2 separate regions of the Sus scrofa genome follow, and region 1 is linked to region 2. Evidence: chromatin contacts called from public Hi-C data. All regions are on one chromosome and are shown on one strand. Each heading gives the region's core, a stretch centred on a gene start, on an enhancer-like site or on the middle of the called end of the contact. The rest is flanking DNA. Distances are from core to core; before and after follow the strand shown.

Region 1 (3,698 bases), core at 338-2,837, 150 kb before region 2:
AAGAGAACACAAAGGAAAGGTGTTTAATAATATTTTTTTGAAAAATCATTTTGTACAGAATAATATGATATAATGAATATATTCATAATAACTAAAAGGTAATAAAAGATAATTATTTAACTTAGTTACATTTCCATACAGGATTAATTTTCAAGTGCCTTTCTTTATCCCTGTTTTTGCTTTTTACTAACACAAGGAAAGCTACTAAAAAGTCTTAACAGACAAAATGAAAAGTAGGCTTATCACAGGGGAATCAAACTTTGACATAATAGTTATTGAAATTATATTTGGAATGTAGTTTATAATCCTCCTAAAATATTTAATTAACTTGGGTGAAAGTATTCCTTCAATCAATATTTATTATGCACCACTGTATATCTTTATTAAGTTAGTACTTTCAAGGCTCTTGGGATTCATGGATAAGTGAAACACATTCCCTGATTTTAAGAGACTTTCATGCTAGGTGAAGTCAGAAAGAGAAAGACAAATACCATATGATATCATTTATATCTGGAATCTAATATACAGCACAAATGAAACTTTCCACAGAGAAGAAACTCATAGACTTAGAGAACAGACTTGTGGTTGCCAGTGGGGAGGGGAAGGGAGTGGGATGGACAGGGAGTCTGAGGTTAATAGATGAAAACCATTGCCTTTGGGATGGATAAGCAATGAGATCCTGCTCTATAGCACTGGGAACTATATCTGGTCACTTATGATGGAGTATGATGGAGGATAATGTGAGAAAAAGTATGTGTGACTGTGTCTCTCTGCTGTACTGTAGAAACAGAATACTATAAACCATCTATAATGGAAAAAATTAAAATCATTAAAAAAAGAGACAAAGAATAAATAATATTTTATGGTCCAAGATGGTTAACCCTCTGAATTTAACAAAGCTATTCTGAATATTTAATAGTGTTCATTTACATGGTACTTTAATTTTTAATTTATATCCATTTAGAAATTTCAAAATTCATGAAAAATAACAAAATGAGAGAAAAATTAAGATGGCAGTTGAAAGCAACATTCTCTACCTAATAGTTATGAATTATATATTTTTTTTGTTTGATTAACTTCTTCAAAAGATTTGATTTGGTTACGGCTAATGGAAATTCTAATGCATATATGTTGTGTCCTGTAACCATTTGCTTATTTCAATTACTTAATAACTAACTAACTATAGATGCTAGATTGTACATGTTGGCCTACATAATGATAGGTTAGAATCTGAGAGAGTATTCTAATAGAATTCATATATAATGTGGATTTCCCCCAAATTTGATGGGTTTCTTAGACCAAAGACCTCAAGAAAAGAAAAGTACATGCATAAAATGATAGTGTTCCCTATACACCTGGAGGGATTGCACAGGAAAAGAACAGGAAGAATTTTTCCTAATTTCATTCAGGCCTAAATATGAAGACATGAACAATAGATGCAACTTGGATAGATTTCCTGGGTGTTTCAAATTTGAAAGGGATAAATAAAGTATGTTAAAAATATCCACTCTAAAATATCTGAGATAGAATTTTCTTTGTAAAGGTCTAATGAGCCAGGAAGTTGGACTAGATTCCTTCTCAAGGTCATGCCAACCTTTAAGAAATTTCTGCCTTCTCTTCTGTAAGAACAGAGCCTCCTCCTCTCCAACCCCCACCCTGATCAGCTGAGGTAACTGGCATTTTGCGATGGCTTTCTTAATGCTAATACCGTAATAAACAGTGCCATCTACTGACTAAATTATATTATTGACCACCTCCCAGAAGGAGGAACTATTCTTGGGATTATAAATCCTAAGAGGTTTGTTATATTCATTTACATGAGTAACATGTTATACACACTTACTTAAAGTTACAGGGAATGTAGATGTAGTATGTTTTGGACTTTTTTTTTGTTTTTTTGGTTTGTTTTGTTTTCATAGATGAGAAGATTTAGATTCAAAAAGATCAATCAATTTGCCCCAAATTTTGACATGGCATTTTTCAGTGAGCACCATTGTGAACTGAACCCTAGGAATGGAAGGAAATTTATCACTTTGGAGATGGAAATCAATCTGCAAAGTTGTCCATCCATTGGGGGAAAATCTGACAGATGTGATTAATGACGGAAGTATGAAATCAATAACAGTGAGGAAAGGTGGGAAATTGCTGATGTAAAGGTTTGGGAGGACATGCTCACATGTAGGCTTAAGTAAAAATAATGATAGAGGAAATATTAAGTCAAGGCTATTTTGTTTCTTTCTTCTTAAATACAGAGAGTTGGACCTACTTGATGATGATTGCAAAAGCTTGATTTGTCCTCATAAAAGTATGATATGTAAAATGAACCCATTTTCCTTTAAGACATTTCCCATCCCAACTTTACAGCTCAAGAATTAAAATAAGTATAATCATATTATATATAACTTCTCCATTTATACCAATCAGGTAAGCAAAATACAGCAAAAGCAATGAATATTTTCCCATTTTCATTATTAGGAATTAAACCATGTTTGGTTTATATTTGTGCCCAAGACATAAGTTATTTATTAGATTACCTCTAAATATTCAATTCCAATGGACTCTTACTTTTACCCTTCATAGCATCTAAGTGCAGTGTGTCTTATTCAAGCAAGGGACTTAAATATTTGTGAAGTGAATGCTGGTGGAAGGATAGTCTGCCTTCCCACTTAAGGTAATAAGTTATCAGGCTGATTACAACAGACCCAGGTATTTCGTTGTTGTTATTGCTTTTAGGCTCATACAAGTTTAAGTAAAACATACAAGAATATTAAAAATATAAACATACCAAATTAAGGAACTTAGTGTTAACAACAGCAAAATTAATCACATTAGAAATTATTTCCAATCATAATAGTCAACCTTCATCGTGATCTCTTCTGTCTTCTACACTTGGAAGAAACTAAAACACTGAAAACCCAAGTTTGACTTTGAGACTGTGTGAGCATTTAGGATTTCAGAACGTGGCTTTCTTTCTCTGCAACCCATATCCCAACACTTTTCTGTGAGTCAAACTAGAGTCTCCTAAAGGAACCAGAATCCACCAGGAATAAGGTGCCAGTGATAATAACAAAAGCATTGGGGAAATGTATTTTCAGAAGGGGTGTGTTGCTTTGAGAACATACATGGTATTGAAAGTGATCTGGGGACTAAAGAGAGAGCCTCTGCTGAAGGCACATTACAAGTCTCCACAAAGATGTCCTTTTGGCACAGAATGAGGACAGAACCCAGAAATGCTGACTGCAGCAACTGGAGCAAATCCTGAAACCACACGACCATTTAACAGAACACGCAGATGCTTGTTCTCTGTACATGTATATTGGGGTTTGGATAGGATTTCAAAATAATTCACACTCAGCATCTTCTGTTCCCAAGATCTTATTTGATGACCCCTTCTCTTTCCATTATTTGATCAAAAGACATGGAAAATGTGATTCTTTTTATTCCACTTTCCTATTTATCTCAGAATTAAGTTTTATGCTCTGTTTTCCATGTATACTATTGCATTTACGTTCTATGCCCTTTTTAGCCCTCTATTGGCAGAAGTTTTATATCTATTTATTTGATATTCATTTGCAGATGACAGGAGAAAAATGAGAATAATACCGTGCAAACATGCTTCTACTTCTTGCTTTCTTTCTATTATGGTGAACTTCCCCAATCCTCAGACATCCAAAACTGAAAGACATTTACTACATGAT
Region 2 (4,128 bases), core at 859-3,358:
CAATGCCAAAACCAAACCCTTCCTATCTCTTCTTTCCTCAAAAGACATGATGGTAATGTACTCTCTATGACCATAAAAGCACAAAGAATAATAAGGAAAAAGGATATCATAGGAAAGCAACAGATATTATTTTACAATAAAAAACAGATGATTTTTAAATGATGCTATGAGTCCTATGAAAGATATTTTAGTCTCTTGAAGTTTACTAAAAATATAATTATACTAATTACAAAACAAAAATTACCAATGTTGTTATTCTCTCAAGCCTTCAGCCAGAGGTCAAGGCAGCAGGTTTATCTAGTTTGAGCATCAACACTGCCCTTTAGCTATTTCCCTCTGCTCAGATTTGGACAATTGACACACATGGAAACAAAAGAGGCTAACACTCAGGCAAATGTTTTAGAGGTCTGGAACATTCACATGGAAGCTAACATTTAAATCTACAACTAATGTGAAGTTTTAGGAACTTCAGTCTTTCAATTACTATAGTTCATCATACAACAAATTTAGGTAAACTTAAGGAGCTAAAAGCATGGGCTTTGGAATCAGAGACTTAGAATCCTCATTTTGTCTCATAAAGTAACTTAGGATAAATTTATAAATCTCTCTAGATCTCTGTTTTTCCCTCTATTAAAAAAAAAGTATTAGTTACCTTGTGAGATGTTTTGAAGATTAAAGATTATACATTTTTCAGAACTGAGCATTGCCTGGTACAGAATAGATGCTCATTATTCTATTATATTTATTACTCATTCTTACTCTTATAAATGGGCTAACTTTTAAGAAGACTTCAGAGAAGTGTTGGAGATATAATTCTGGTTTAGCAAGCAGACAGCAATGCCAGCCACTGCTAGGTGGGCAGGCAACCGCTGATCTTTACCAGAAAGCCCTGTGGTTGCTGAATGTTGGCTCCCAACACTAGCCCACACTTCAGCTAATGGAAAAAGCTCCCCTGATAAATGTTACTAATGTTTCTAACGTGCCCACTAAGTATTGGAAGAGAAATTCCAAGAGCTCTTCCAAATCTAAACAAAATTATTGGATTTGATTCAAACGAAAAGTCTGTTCATTACCAAACTGTTTGAATCAATCCCCAGAACACAGAGCAAAATGGTTTTATTCGTTTTAATTAGGAGTCTCTTTTTGATGCCTGTGTCATCTAACAGCAGGGGCCTAAGGAACACTTCCTTGTTAGTCAATAAAGCTGAAAGCTACAAAGCATTCATAAAATTCAGACTCCAGCTCTCAGCAATCATCAATCTCTAGATTTAATAAACTTTCTAACCAGAGTCTTCATTGCCAGTATAATGAGTGACCAGTATACACTCTCAATGAAACAGCATTCTTTGTCTAGCAATACACTGATTCTGACAGATGGAAAAGGCCAACACAGAGGAGACTCTGAGGGGAGTTGCTGAGAAGTTAGCAGTATTGACTATTAAACTAAACACCATTCATCTACACACATACTGTGAAAGGTCTGAAAAATCATGTTATTCTTCTCATATTCCCATTCCAGCATACACATTTAATTTAACATAGAAGGTCTTCAGAGATCTGAATCCCTGGTCTTTCTAACATTCTGTGTACCATTTGGACAAAACAGAGTATAAGGAATAATCACTCTTTCCTTCTATGTGCCTAAGGACAATGAAAAGATCATGTATTCATATCAGCCCTTGTGTGGTACATTTGGATTGGAAATTAGAGTTGTTTTCTACTTATTTATTGCTTTGAATACTGTGTACAGAATAGAAAGAAAAGGCAATAGAAGTTAAACAAATGACTTGCCAACTTGTGTCACACCTTAATTATTAGTATAATTTATCTTTTGCCATTTCAGTGTCATTTTCACCTTACACTGTGATAGCTGGAAAGAATGATCTTCCAAACATCAGGCTGATGTTAATCAGAGGAAATTATTCCCCAAAGAAAATTCAAGACCGTTAACCTTAACTAACTCTTGCAAACTAGCATAAGTAAGTTTTCAGTCACTTCAAGTAGAATTCTGCCACTCTCCCTGGTCCCGTTCAGCATTGACAGGAATGCAGTGTTAGCAGTAGGACGCCTGTCCACATAGTCCTCTGCTCACAGCCTGCTCCAGCCACTCCATGATGAGCCATTACTGAGGGTAGATGTGTTTCCTTATGCTCGCATGGGAAAGGAAGGAAGTGTCCTGTCTGCTAAGTTCACTGCTGCTGCAACCCTTCATAGAGGACAAGGAGAAAGGCTTTCATGTGTCTGGAGACAGGGCTAGGGGATGGGGAATTCTTGAGTGGGGGAGTAAATAAGCTGTGAGTTGAAACATGTTTATCCCAAAAGAAGGAAGATAATAATAAGAAAGGCGGGAAAACAATGCAAATGCAGTGATTTGTATGCTAATAGTACCTGCTGTTTTATGACCATCACAAGTAGTGCAAACTTCCACAAGTGAGATACAAAATGAGCCAATTTTTCAGAAAATACCAACATAAGCGGGGACTGATTTTGAAATGAAAGGGAAGAAAAAAAAATGAAATGCTCTGAAAAATTTCCAAGTTTTTGATAATTGTATTTTGTGACTAAATAAAGAATAGTTTTTCAACAAAAAGATTTTTGTCAAGACTTTGTTGAATAAACACTAAAGTAAGTATACATAAAATTTGAGATGTGAGCAAAAATATATTCACAAAGTGTTAACTTCAGATTAACTTATAACAGTAAAAAACAAGAAACATTTTAATGTCCAAACCATTGCTGATTAAGAAAATTATACACTCCAATATAATGGAATAATATGAAGCCATTAAAAAGTTATTCACAAAGTTTTTATTTATATGGGGAAATACCCATAAGGTAAATAGGAAAAGTAATGTGAAATAGAAAAATCAATATTTTTGATGAGAGTCAAATTGTTCTGCTAAAGAAAGTGGGAGCACTTGTTTTCTTTCTCTCCTGGGAAAGTAAAATTGAGAAGAGAAGGGAGGAAAGATAGTAGGAGAAAGAGCCAAATAACATGAGACAATCACCCAGGAACTTTAAAGAACAAGAATACCTAATATTCGATTTTAGGATCACTTTGCCAAAGTAAACCTGTTTGGCCCTCTAAGACCTCACTTAAGAGTCTGACATAAGCAGAGTCCTTGTGAAAGAGGGGTGTTTGAGAGAAACTCAAAGCCAGATAGTGATTTCACTTATGAGTCAAAGCTTGGAGAGATATAAAGAACTTCAAATGTGAATTTGCTAGAGGCGGTAAGCTGGAGCCTGAAGTGACCATGACACTTGGGAAGGGCCCTAGATTTTCAAAAGAGCATGTGATACAAAACCCTATAGTGAGCAAGTGGTAGAGCCAAATCTGTGAATGCTCTTAATACAGTAGTTATCTTTTTTCCCACTCAATCGTGCATGCGTGAGATTTCCAAGGCATTTTTTTTTTTAAGGGAAATGACTACTTTGATCATTAGGAGAAGCAGCAGTAAAGCATTGAAATGAAGACATTTCAGTACCCACATGAAGGGACCTTTCAGAAGCTATCCAGGGACACTTGGGCAATACCCATGCCTACAGATCGAGTGGCATATAGTATATCATGTGGTTGGAAAGGAAACCCAAAAGAGAGCAAGCAAAACAAGACAATTCAGACCCAGGAAAGAAAAGTCAGCATCAGAGAAATCAAACAGAACATGTCTACATCTTTCAAAGGAACAGAAATATATGGGAAATACAGAAGATGCTGTAGTTGATTACTGCCATTTGGTAATAATCATGGAGTGTTTTACTGAGAAAGGCCCTATGAGAACTGCTTAATGTACATTGTTTCCTTTCAATATCTCAATAACATCAATGTTGTAGCTATCACTCCTAATTAACAAACAAAAAAAGAAGATGTACACAAGGACTCAGTAATTTAGCCAGTGCTACTCAGATATTAAGTGGTAGAGCAGGATCTGAACCCAGATAGTCCAACTCTAGATCTGCAAAAAAACAATGACAGTGACTTACTATGTGCTGGGCACTGTGTTAGAGGTCCTGCATGGATTACCTACATAATCCACAAAACAACCTCTTGAGGTAAGTGCTATTATTATTTATATTTATGGGCAGTAAACCCAGGTCATCCTAGCGTACAAGGAAAAGTAACTTACTGAT

Evidence for each region. Hi-C and Micro-C count contacts between places; a contact is called where the count stands out from the background.
Region 1: a Hi-C map of embryonic fibroblasts shows a contact between it and region 2, with 3 times the contacts expected there. The contact joins two enhancer-like sites. A contact is called at or near these places in 10 of 47 Hi-C or Micro-C datasets (brain, embryonic fibroblasts, fetal heart ventricle and 5 more).

What each region holds. Positions count from the first base shown.
Region 1 is chr1:40,513,275-40,516,972 of Sscrofa11.1, reverse strand. No RefSeq gene overlaps it. Among named protein-coding and RNA genes, the nearest start is that of HSF2, 330 kb to the right of the region's middle. Within about 2 kb of position 1,587, at least 2 of the 83 cell types and tissues checked have an H3K27ac peak or open chromatin away from gene starts, as enhancers often do.
Region 2 is chr1:40,367,816-40,371,943 of Sscrofa11.1, reverse strand. No RefSeq gene overlaps it. Among named protein-coding and RNA genes, the nearest start is that of HSF2, 190 kb to the right of the region's middle. Within about 2 kb of position 2,108, at least 4 of the 83 cell types and tissues checked have an H3K27ac peak or open chromatin away from gene starts, as enhancers often do.